Regions from separate parts of the Gossypium hirsutum genome. Here region 1 is linked to region 2. The links are chromatin contacts, called in public Hi-C maps. All regions are on one chromosome and are shown on one strand. Each heading gives the region's core, a stretch centred on a gene start, on an enhancer-like site or on the middle of the called end of the contact. The rest is flanking DNA. Distances are from core to core; before and after follow the strand shown. Region 1 overlaps LOC121212459 (a long non-coding RNA gene). Region 2 has its middle 16 kb from the start of LOC107893671.

Region 1 (5,542 bases), core at 139-2,638, 85 kb before region 2:
GTTGAGCAAACATATTGGCCCCTATAGGCTACATGTAAGACTATTCATAAGCAAAAATAATCAACTTGGTTCAATTAATTGGCAACCTACCTAAGAACTTGGTGTTATATACTAACAGATTATTGCTTCTTTTATTGGAAAGAAGTCCCAGCCTGCATTTATAGCTATTAGGGTTGTTTAAACTGAACTATTTCAAATGGGTTTTGCTTTGTATTTAAAGATCATTTTAGTGCTTTACAACATCATTACTCTGCCTGTCATTAAAACACTTCTAAGCTTTCGTTTTTGTTTTGGGTGGATGACCTTAGTTATTGTGATGTGGAGCTGGATTCAATTAGCCAGAAAATGACCCTTTTTTCAAAGTATCTTAACTTTTATCTTTCTAGGTTAGGTTTTAAAAATCTTAATTCTGAGGTGGAGATTTTGGAGATTTTTCAATGGATAAATTCATAGCATGAAATATTTTGAGAAATTTTGTTCTAAGTCAAATTGATTTAACATTAGTTTTTATTTATTTATAGTATTTAATATTATCAAATTACATTGCATCGCTTTTATAGAAAAAAATTGTCATAATTCAAGATAGAGTTATGGATGTTGCTAGAAGTCTTGACCTTTCTAAAAATGATAAAATTTTGATTTAATTTTTTAAAAATTATAAAGATATAGACTATTAAAATAGTAAGATTGCACTTTTATTATCATAAAAATATATAATTTAATTCCGATCCCCCAGAAATATTTTTAGCTTCACCTCTAGCCATAACTAGAGAAATCTAAACCCAAACTTTTTCTTTAGTATAATTAAAGTATTTATCATGTCTATTTTAGAGTTTATAAAGTTTAATCTTTACGAAGTTCATGTTTACATTTCCTATATTAGGATTTAATTCTCCTTAAGAGTATAATGTATTTTACCATTGTACTTGACACTTTATTTTTATATATTAAATCCAAACTTTTAACATGAAATTAAAAAACTTTCGTATATCTATTTTTTATATATTTTATCTTATTTATCACATCCCAAAGAGTAATTCACCATGAACCTTATGCGTTGGCTTGATGGCCAAGATATTCACTGCCCTAGGTGTGACTTGAGTTTGAATTGCGCTAATTACGTTATTGTTAGGACTTTACCCTACTCTTATAATTCAAAAATAATAATAATAATAATTCACCACATTTACTCCATTAAGTTTCCTTTTAATGATATCATTATTATATCTTCCTTTTTGCTATATAGAGCTATCTATTTCATGGGTGTGGGTTACGTAGTGTTCTCTTTATAAATTGCCATAAAGCGTAGTTAGATGGCATTGGACCATTTATTTTTATAGCTAAGCCATAGGATAGGAGACGTGAAAAATGTGGGTGAATTTATCGTGTGATAGGCACCAAACATTCAACCCAACTCATCCTGAAATGGGCCTCCCATTAATCTGGGCCACTCTTTGTTTACAACATTGCACGTGGTTTTCAACATCACCGTTTTCTTTTCTTTTCTTTTTTTGAGAAACGCCTTTTAATTTTCTAAATTATCGGTTTTGTTTTTCCAACATCCCCCTTCCACATATTAATATTGCTTTTTTTTTAATTTTTAAATCATAAAAAATTAAAAATTAATTATATGTTAAATAAAAAATATAATATAATTTAATTTTAAATCATCGCAATTTCTAAACCTACATTTTATAAATCGTCTAACTACATTAATTTAGATCAATGTTAAATTTTTCTAAGTAGACACTACTCACATCCAACTTGCAAGAGAATCAAGTCATAAAGTTCAACTCTTCCAAATAGGCATTTATTCATTTCCATACGAAACATTGTTATGAAAATAAAAAACTTGATTGAGACATAAAACCTAAAAAAAATAATAACTTGAGATTATTCCAATGGAATTTTCCAACTTAATCATGGATTGGATTAGACTAGTTTGGTCATTAATATCAAATACATATTGTTGGTTTCATATATAGAAATTAAGAGATTATGGTAATTAGACAAATAATTAGCTAGGTGATTAGTGTTTAAATCACAAGGGAAACAATATACTACAAGTTGAAATTATTGGCTACATATGGCAGACAACAGGATTGTGCTCTTTGTTAGGTACAAAAGAAATTTTTTTCACCTTATGAGAAATTATGCTTTTTTCTTTTCCCTCTAAAAGGAAATTTGTTTTCTCTACTCAACTTGGGCATATAGATACTATAATGATAGCTTATTATTGCATTGTGGTTATAACATTAATGATTAAGTAAGCATCTAGGCATTGTACCATCAACTTTGGATAGTCGTAATTAACTTCTTAAATTAGAGAAAAATCGAAAGAATAAGTAATTAAGTAGGCAAAAGAATTTCCTTAAAATCAAAGTTGTTTAACATTTTAGATGTAATTGTATGCACAATTGTTTAAAAAATAATACTCATCAAATCCACAATTCTTTGAAGGACAGCAAAATAATTAGGGTTTTTCTTTTCTTTGGTTTCCAACCTGCCATCATTAACATGTTCATAATTTAGTATGATTTGATTTGTTCAGCTAGCTCCCAGCTAAGCTAAGTTTATATATTTCTCCAAACAAACTGATGTAAAATGTTCCACCAACTCTGATAGTGGCGGGCCTTTTCCATGTTGGAGGTTATAATATCGAACCTTATAATTTGTATTTGAATGCCCAAGTGATGTACTATTTTAAAAGAATGTTTTTGATGTAATTTTGGTGGTCTACTTAATCTTAATTGGATTATGTAATCGTCAAATTAAATAATTCCACTAATTTTAATATTTTTGTGTAGGAGTTAGTATTAATGAATTTGTGGGGTTTTTTAAACTCTATTTATATGAGAGTTCTTGTATCGTGATTGAAGTATTGATAAAATTTAACACCCCAACATTAAGAGTGAATATTTTTTAAAATTAAAATCTTCTTTAAAATAAAAATTAAAAAAAGAAATATAGTTAGTAAATCCCAAACATATGATATACAAATAATAATAATAACAATAATAATAAGGGTGATGTTAGGATCCACCTGATTTAAGCAACGAACAAGTAAAAATAACAGAATAAATTGAGAAATTGAACACACAAATTTAATATGGAAAAACTCCTCCAAAGAGAATAAAAAAATCACGGGTAAAGATAATTATACTATATTGGCAAAAGAACGAAGAGTACAAAAATGGAGATAAAAACTAAACCCCGAAAACCCGAAAACAAAGAGCCCTCAAAACGTAAACACAAAATTCTCTAAATGTGTTATGGTTCTAATATCTAATGGGTGTATTTTCTAAGGTTGTAAAAGACCCTATTTATAGGAAAAATAGCAAGTCAAATAAACTATACTAATAAATGCTAAATATCTAATAAATACTAAATCTTCTAGAAAAAAAAATATTAGAATTTGGATCACACAACTCTAACAATTTCCACCTTGATTCAACGCCATCTTTGCCAAAGCCCACCACAGGCCTATCTTGAACTATGCAGGGAATTAACTGAGTCGAATCTGTGCTTAGAAGCTGGAAAACTACTAGCCTTCGACTTGTGCACTGCCAAATCAAAACTAACCCGGTATGATTTTCACGTACACAGTGCCCTAACTTTTCAAAACTTGCATCCAAAAGAGAACCTCTCTTTAACGAAACGGTCATACCTTTTTCCCTTCTATGACCAAGTTGCCTCCGCTCCAAATGAGTTGACTTCGATTCCGTAACGGACAAGGGACGTCCGATTTCACCGGTCACTGTAGATCCTTCCAGTATATAAAGACTCCCGATTCTTTTGCCTTTTAACAAAACAAAAGCTCCATAAGATACTTTAATACCGCTTGAATCGATGTTGATTCTGCATCTTTTCAAGTCTAAAATATTCAAGGAAATGAGATTCTTTCGTAAATCAGGTACATACCTGACATCTGAGAGTGTCTTAATCGTCCCATCGTGTGTCCTAATTTTAACAGTACCAATACTAATTACCTTACTGGATGAATCGTTTCCCATGCGCACAACTCCACCTTCAATCAAACTGTACGTGGAGAACCATTCTCTATTGGAACACATGTGGAAAGAACATCCCAAATCTAGGATCCACTAGGACGTGAGCTCGGAGTTATCACTCTTTGACACTAACAAGAAATCATCACCACCTTCATTGGCCAAATTAGCGCCAACTACATCTTCCTCGTTACTCTCAGCAGCTCTTTTATTTCGCAGTTTATAACAATCTTCTTTGATGTGACCTAACTTTTTACAATAACGACACATTTTGTCTCGTTTCTTTGATGCTACCAAAACGGAAGGTTGCCTATCTGCCTTGCTATCCAAACCAAACTCATTTTTGAGTTTGTCTCTACTCAACAAATGACCCTTCACATCTTCAAAGGAGAGTTGTCTCTACCATAAATAAATGTTTCCCTGAAAGACTTGTATGAAAGGGGTAAAGAGCACGATAATAGCATAGTCTAATCTTCATTGTCAATATGAATATCAACGTTCTTTAAATCATTTAAAAGAGTAATGAATTGACTGATGTGATATCTAAGAAGCTCACCTTCATTCATGTGAAACATAAATAGATGTTGTTTCAACACTAAGTAGTTAGCCAAAGACTTAGTCCCATAAAGAGTGTCTAACCTTTTCCACAATGCGGATGAGCTCTTCTCCATCAATATCTCCTGCAATACCGTATTCGAGAGGCACAACTAAATTGCAGACAAGGCCTTTTTTTCAAGCTCTTCCCATTTTGTTTGATTTAGATTCTTAGGCTTTTTCCTAGTAACAACCTTTTTCAAGCCTGTTTAAACTAGAATTGCCATCATCCGAACTTGCCATAGATTGAAATTTGTCTCACCATTAATCTTCTTAATTTCAAACCTTGTTGCTGCCATCTCTGAACGGGCTGATCTATAAAAAATTGAACTAACTCTGATACCACTTGTTAAGATCAACACGATTTAAGCAACGAACAAGTAAAAATAACAGAATAAATTGAGAAAGTGAACACATAAATTTAACGTGGAAAAACTCCTCCAAAGAGGATAAAAAAATCACAGGCAAAGATAATTTTACTATAATGGCAAAAGAACGAAAAGTACAAAAGATGGAGATAAAAACTAAACCCCAAAAACCCGAAAACAAAGAACCCTCAAAACGTAAACACAAAATTCTCTAAATGTGTTATGAGTTCTAATATCTAATGGGTGTATTTTCTAAGGTTGTAAAAGACCCTATTTATAGGTAAAATAGCAAGTCAAATAAACAATGCTAATAAATGCTAAATATATTATACTAATAAATACTAAATCTTCTAGAAAAAAATATTTTTGTTTAACTTGACTTGCAAGCAATCTCTTAGAATTTGGATCACACAACTCTAACAGGTGAAACCAAGAATGTTGTGTTGGGAGATTGGGATATAATTATAGATTTTGAAGGATGAAAGTTAAAACTTTTGTGTTAAAAGACTTTAAATTGAATTGCTAATTTCTTGGAGGGGTTAAAAATGAAAAGTTTTTATTTACCAAGAAGAC
Region 2 (5,102 bases), core at 1,701-4,200:
AACTATCGATGCTATATAAATCATGTCCTTCCATTATTAAAATCATTAATTTAACCGTTAAAAGACATGTCAAATCTTATCGAACTATCAGTGCTCAAACACACCCAGCTGTTAGGTAAGGGCCAATTGTGAAGATGACTTCGTGCTTTATGGAATGAGAACTGTAAAGAGGATAAATATTATTTCGCCCAGCTATAAGAGATTTTAATAATTTCATCAGCACTCCAAATAGTATCTTGGAAGATGAACAGGTTTCGATTCTTCCAAATACGCCACATCGGATTCAAACTAGCATTTAAGGTTTAAATTGGCTAGTAAGTTGATAGAAAGACTTGATTGATACAATATTGGTAATTTGAGGACACATACAAAACATTTTGAAGTTCATGAACCAATTTAAAATTTAACCCTATTCTTTACTTCATGTTGGTCTGTTACCCTTTCTTCAATTGATGAGAAGAAAATGTAGTTATATATATCTTTGGAACCCTCTTAACGTAATTATTACAGACCAGGAGTTTTTCAAAGTGTTCTTCACCGAATCCAATGGGTAGTTGTTGTTGGAAATCTTTTGTCTGTTTTAAAGGATCATAAGCTAGTTAGGTAATCTACCAATTTAAGGCAGTTAAAAAGAGTTAAAATACAATATTGCAGTGGAGCAAATCTAGTCCAAAGATTCAGGCAAAAAAACTCTATTGATTACGGCCATGAATTAAGCTATAGTGGCTAATGCTCTCCAATAATTTGGGAATTATATTTGGTTAAAATATATTCCAACTCCATGTATTCTTTGTATATTTGATATTTAATCATTTTACTTCTATTTTTAAGAATTTAGTCCTTTACTTTTTCGATTTTAAAATTTGGATTTAATTATTAACCTTTTTTATTAAATTTCCTAATGTGACATCTTAAAAAAAAGAATATTCACTTAGTAGTCACGTAACAAAAAATTAACATTATAATAAACCTAAATTTAACAGAATAATTTTAACGATATTAGTAATTAAACTTGTATTTTTTAATCTTAAAATAATGAAATTAAATTCCTTGAAATAAAAGTAAAATTTCATGTTTTAATCACTGCATTTCTATGATATAATTGTTTACCTTCTCATTGTTAGGGGTAAGCAAAACTCGATGGGTTTTGAAAAAATCATAAAAAATTTGAATTTTGAGTTAATCGAATTAAGTTATTCGATTTTTTCGAGTGAACTCAAATAAGTAATTTGAGTTTCAAGTTTGAATCGAGTTGAATTTTACAATTCGAATAACATATTGATATAAATACTCTTTTGGTCCCTGTCAAATTTAAAAATGAACAAATTAATCTCTCCCAATAAAAATTACAAAAAAAGAATTCAAATAATTTTCAAAATTCAAAATATTTATAAAAAATCCAAAATTTATAAAAAAAATTCTAAAGAATATGTAAAGAAAGTTAAAATTTAAAATTTAAAATTTTCTAAAATAATAATTTTGAGACATAAATAAGTTAATTAATGATTCAAATTTATCATACTAAAGTATATATATATATATTGCTTTAAAAAAGTTTTAAAATATATATGATTTAACGTATTTGTATCAATTAAAAGTTTTTTTTTTTTGGTAAGAATGCTGTCGTCTTCTGTGGTTGAAAGTGCAAACAAGATCAGAGAGGATATCCCTTTCCTTGATGATTCTAATACTAAGAAGGTCAGATTTAAGGAATCGGATGTGTCTTCTGATGATGTTATGGTGGTAGATCCACTACCAGAGCCTTCGTTGTCTTGGAAGGATATGTTAGTGGGGAAGGAAACTTTAGATCTAAATAACACGTCTGAGGACCAGTGCTCTGCAGATAGTTTCGCCCTTACAAAGCAGGATGTCAAGAAATATTGTATTGATGGAGTTCCCTCAATTGATTTCTCGGAGAGAGTCTATCAACTTCTGGAAAAGGAAATGTCAACCTCGGTGGTTCTTAAGATGCTGGGAAGGAACCTTGGAATTACGACCCTGCAAAATAGATTATATGGAATATGGAAGCCGGCTAAGCCTTTTCAATTAATGGATACAGAAAATGGCTACTATCTTGCAAAATTTGAGACTACTGCAGATTACAACAAAATTCTTTCTCAGGGACCGTGGGTTATTTTCGGTCATTATCTTACGGTCCAGCCTTAGACGATTGATTTCAATCCCAATTTGCCCTACCCAAATTAGGTCCTTACTTGGATTCGCTTTCCTGGGTTACCTAGTCATTTTTATAAAAAACAGATACTTATAGAGATAGGAGGCTTGATAGGGAAAGTCACCAAATTGGATACGAACACGGATAGTAGAGCAAGGGGTCGTTATGCTCGTATGGCAGTGCTTGTCAATCTGGGACGGCCGTTAGTCTCTAAAATCTTTATTAATGGTAACCCTCAGAGGATTGAGTATGAAAACTTACCTGTGGTATGTTTTAATTGTGGTTGTTATGGTCACACTAAAGAATCCTGTTCAATGATCACACAAAGATCAGGGGAAAATGAGAAGGGTGAGTCGTCGGGCCATGATTCGAGTACTAATGTGGTGGCCGGAGAAGAAGCTTACGGGCCTTGGATGCTGGTGGAGAGAAAGTCCAAGCGCGGCAATCTGGAGGTTTCTAAAAAAGGCAATAATTTGAAAGGAGAGAAAAATCTGGGATCACGGTTCCAATCTCTTGCAGATTTGGAGGAGGTGCCTTCGGTAGAAGAAATAATTAAGGAACCACAATCAAATCTGAAGAATAAAGGGAAAGCTCCCTTAAATGCTTCTCTAATTATGACACCAACGGGCAGGAAATCTGTTGCTAATGTTTCGAAGAGTGTCAATTCAGGTGTGTCGGTGGATAGTTCTTTTAAAGGGCAGGCACGTGCCCTCCAGCCCACTACCCGTTCTGTGTTTCAGACCACGAGTCAGCCTTCTATGGGCCAGGATCAACAAATGTCCAAGATGGTTTTGAATTTGTCCTCTTCGACCGATAAAGACCAGACGGATAGTAATGGTTGTGGTGGGTTACAGCAGGAGGCCCAAAATTCGAACATAGCTGCTACAGTTTCTGCCAAAGCTTTAAGTACTTCGGATATCCCCTCGATAATCAATGACGCTAACAATAGGACATTAAATCCAGTGAACCATATTGTGCATTTCAACCCTGCTTTCGAGGAGACCTCTTTTGTCAATGTGGACGTGAAGGAAGGTGTTTTGGATGCCAAAAATCACTCGGCAGCCGTGTTTTCTAATAGAAGTCCTACAGAGAATACGACTGAGCAATTGAGGGGCAGACATTCGACCGAAATTAATTTATCCAAAAAGGTTTTTAAGGGCCAGTATACTAAAGGGACTGGTTCCAAAAGAGGATGGAAGCTGAATAAAACTTTAAAAGGACCAGGGAGTTATTTTAAATATTCTGAGAATATTCGTGTTCCTTTTGCAGATTCTATGAAGAGAGCAGCGGAACTTATCGCTTCAGAAATTGATGGGAAATCAGTCATGGATTTAACAGAGAAGTCTGGCAAGGAAGTAGAGTTCCCTCATTCTGTTCATCAATAAGATAAGTTTGTCTTTCTTTTATCTTTTATTTTATTATGAATTTGTCTATTTTATCTTAGAATGTACAGGGATGTGCATCAGATAAGTTTTTACGAGCTTTTCGTGAGTACAATAATCAGCATAAGCCTAATATCATTAGTTTACTTGAGCCAAGAATTAGTGGAAACAAAGCTGACAAAATTATTACAAAGTTGGGCTAGGATAAGTCTCACCGTGTGGAAGCCGTAAGCTTCTCTGGAGGTATCTGGATTGGATGGAAAGATTCGATTGATTTAAAGGTGGTAGGTAACCACACTCAATTTATTTTGGCCCGTATCTATTCTATATTAATTCCTAAGCCGATTTTGGTTGCTTTCGTTTATGGGAGCCCTGATAAAATGCGAAGGAAGGTCTTGTGGAATGATCTTAGCTGCTCAATTCCCATTGGAAAGGATCATTGGATGGCAATTGGAGATTTTAATGCCATTCTCTCTTCCGATGATAAGAAAAGAGGTCATATCAAAGGTCGCAGGTGTCAGTTATTTGGAAATTTTATGGATAGAGCTCAGCTGCATGATTTGGGTTTCCAAGGTCCTTCGTTCACTTAGCATCGGGGTAATCTTTCTGAGAGATTGGACAGGGCTGTGGGCAATGACTCTTGGATGGAATTATTTCCCAATTGTTCGGTGTCCCATCTGCCTCGAATTAAGTCAGATCACCGCCCCCTTCTATTTAACCTTTTTAAAAACGATAGACTTGGTGTTAATCGTCCCTTCCGTTTTTTAGCTGGTTGCCTTCACCACCAAAATTTCTCTGAGTTTGTTAAGGAAAATTGGTGTTTTGATGGTAACATGACTAGTGCAATTGTACGTTTAACGGATAAGCTTAAAAACTGGAACAAATGTGTTTATGGCCATATTAATCAGAGGAAGAGGCAGTTAATGCATCAGCTCTCTAAGACTCAATTTGCTTTGGACCTTTCTTGTTTGAAATCTATTTTTCATCAGGAAATTTTGATTCGCGAGGAGTTGGAAAATGTTCTTCATCATGAGGAAATGTTATGGAAGCAAAAATCCAGATGTGAGTGGCTGAAATTGGGTGACCGTAACACAAGTTATTTTCATAGGCGCACTGTTCAGAGGAGGAATTTTAATAAAATCACTGCTTTACGTGATACCAATGGAGATTGGAATTTTGATCCTGAGACACTCAAAACTGAAGCGGCTCAGTTTTTCCAAAAGCTTTACGGGGAAAATCCAAGATCACTAGGTACTATTCCTCCCAGCGCTTTTCCTAGTCTTAGCACTGAAGACGCTGATTTTCTCAATAGAAATGTTATGAATGAGGAAATAAGAATTGCACTTTTCGATATGGCACCATTGAAAGCCCAAGGTAGCGATGGTTTTCAGGCTGCTTTCTTCCAAAATCAATGGGATAATATTGGAGATGCCATCTGTGAGTGGGTCAAGAATATTTTCGAAGGGGGAGACATCGAACCAGAGTTTAATAACACTCTTATTGTGTTAATTCCCAAAGTAAAAAGTCCAGAAACTTTTTCTCACTTC

What was found. A called contact is a pair of places that touch in the nucleus more often than the background predicts.
Region 1: a contact with region 2 is called in a Hi-C map of leaf, with 1.9 times the contacts expected there. The contact joins two enhancer-like sites. A contact is called at or near these places in 6 of 34 Hi-C or Micro-C datasets (fibers and leaf).

The regions. Positions count from the first base shown.
Region 1 is chrA13:22,302,542-22,308,083 of Gossypium_hirsutum_v2.1, reverse strand. It overlaps LOC121212459 (a long non-coding RNA gene), which reads right to left. Exons shown (of 3, transcript XR_005907675.1): 2 at 3,922-4,916; 3 at 3,648-3,799. Among protein-coding and RNA genes, the nearest start is that of LOC121212459, 4.4 kb to the right of the region's middle. Within about 2 kb of position 1,388, at least 3 of the 9 cell types and tissues checked have an H3K27ac peak or open chromatin away from gene starts, as enhancers often do. A contact at or near this core is called in leaf, where this site is marked.
Region 2 is chrA13:22,219,464-22,224,565 of Gossypium_hirsutum_v2.1, reverse strand. No RefSeq gene overlaps it. Among protein-coding and RNA genes, the nearest start is that of LOC107893671, 16 kb to the right of the region's middle. Within about 2 kb of position 2,950, at least 9 of the 9 cell types and tissues checked have an H3K27ac peak or open chromatin away from gene starts, as enhancers often do. A contact at or near this core is called in leaf, where this site is marked.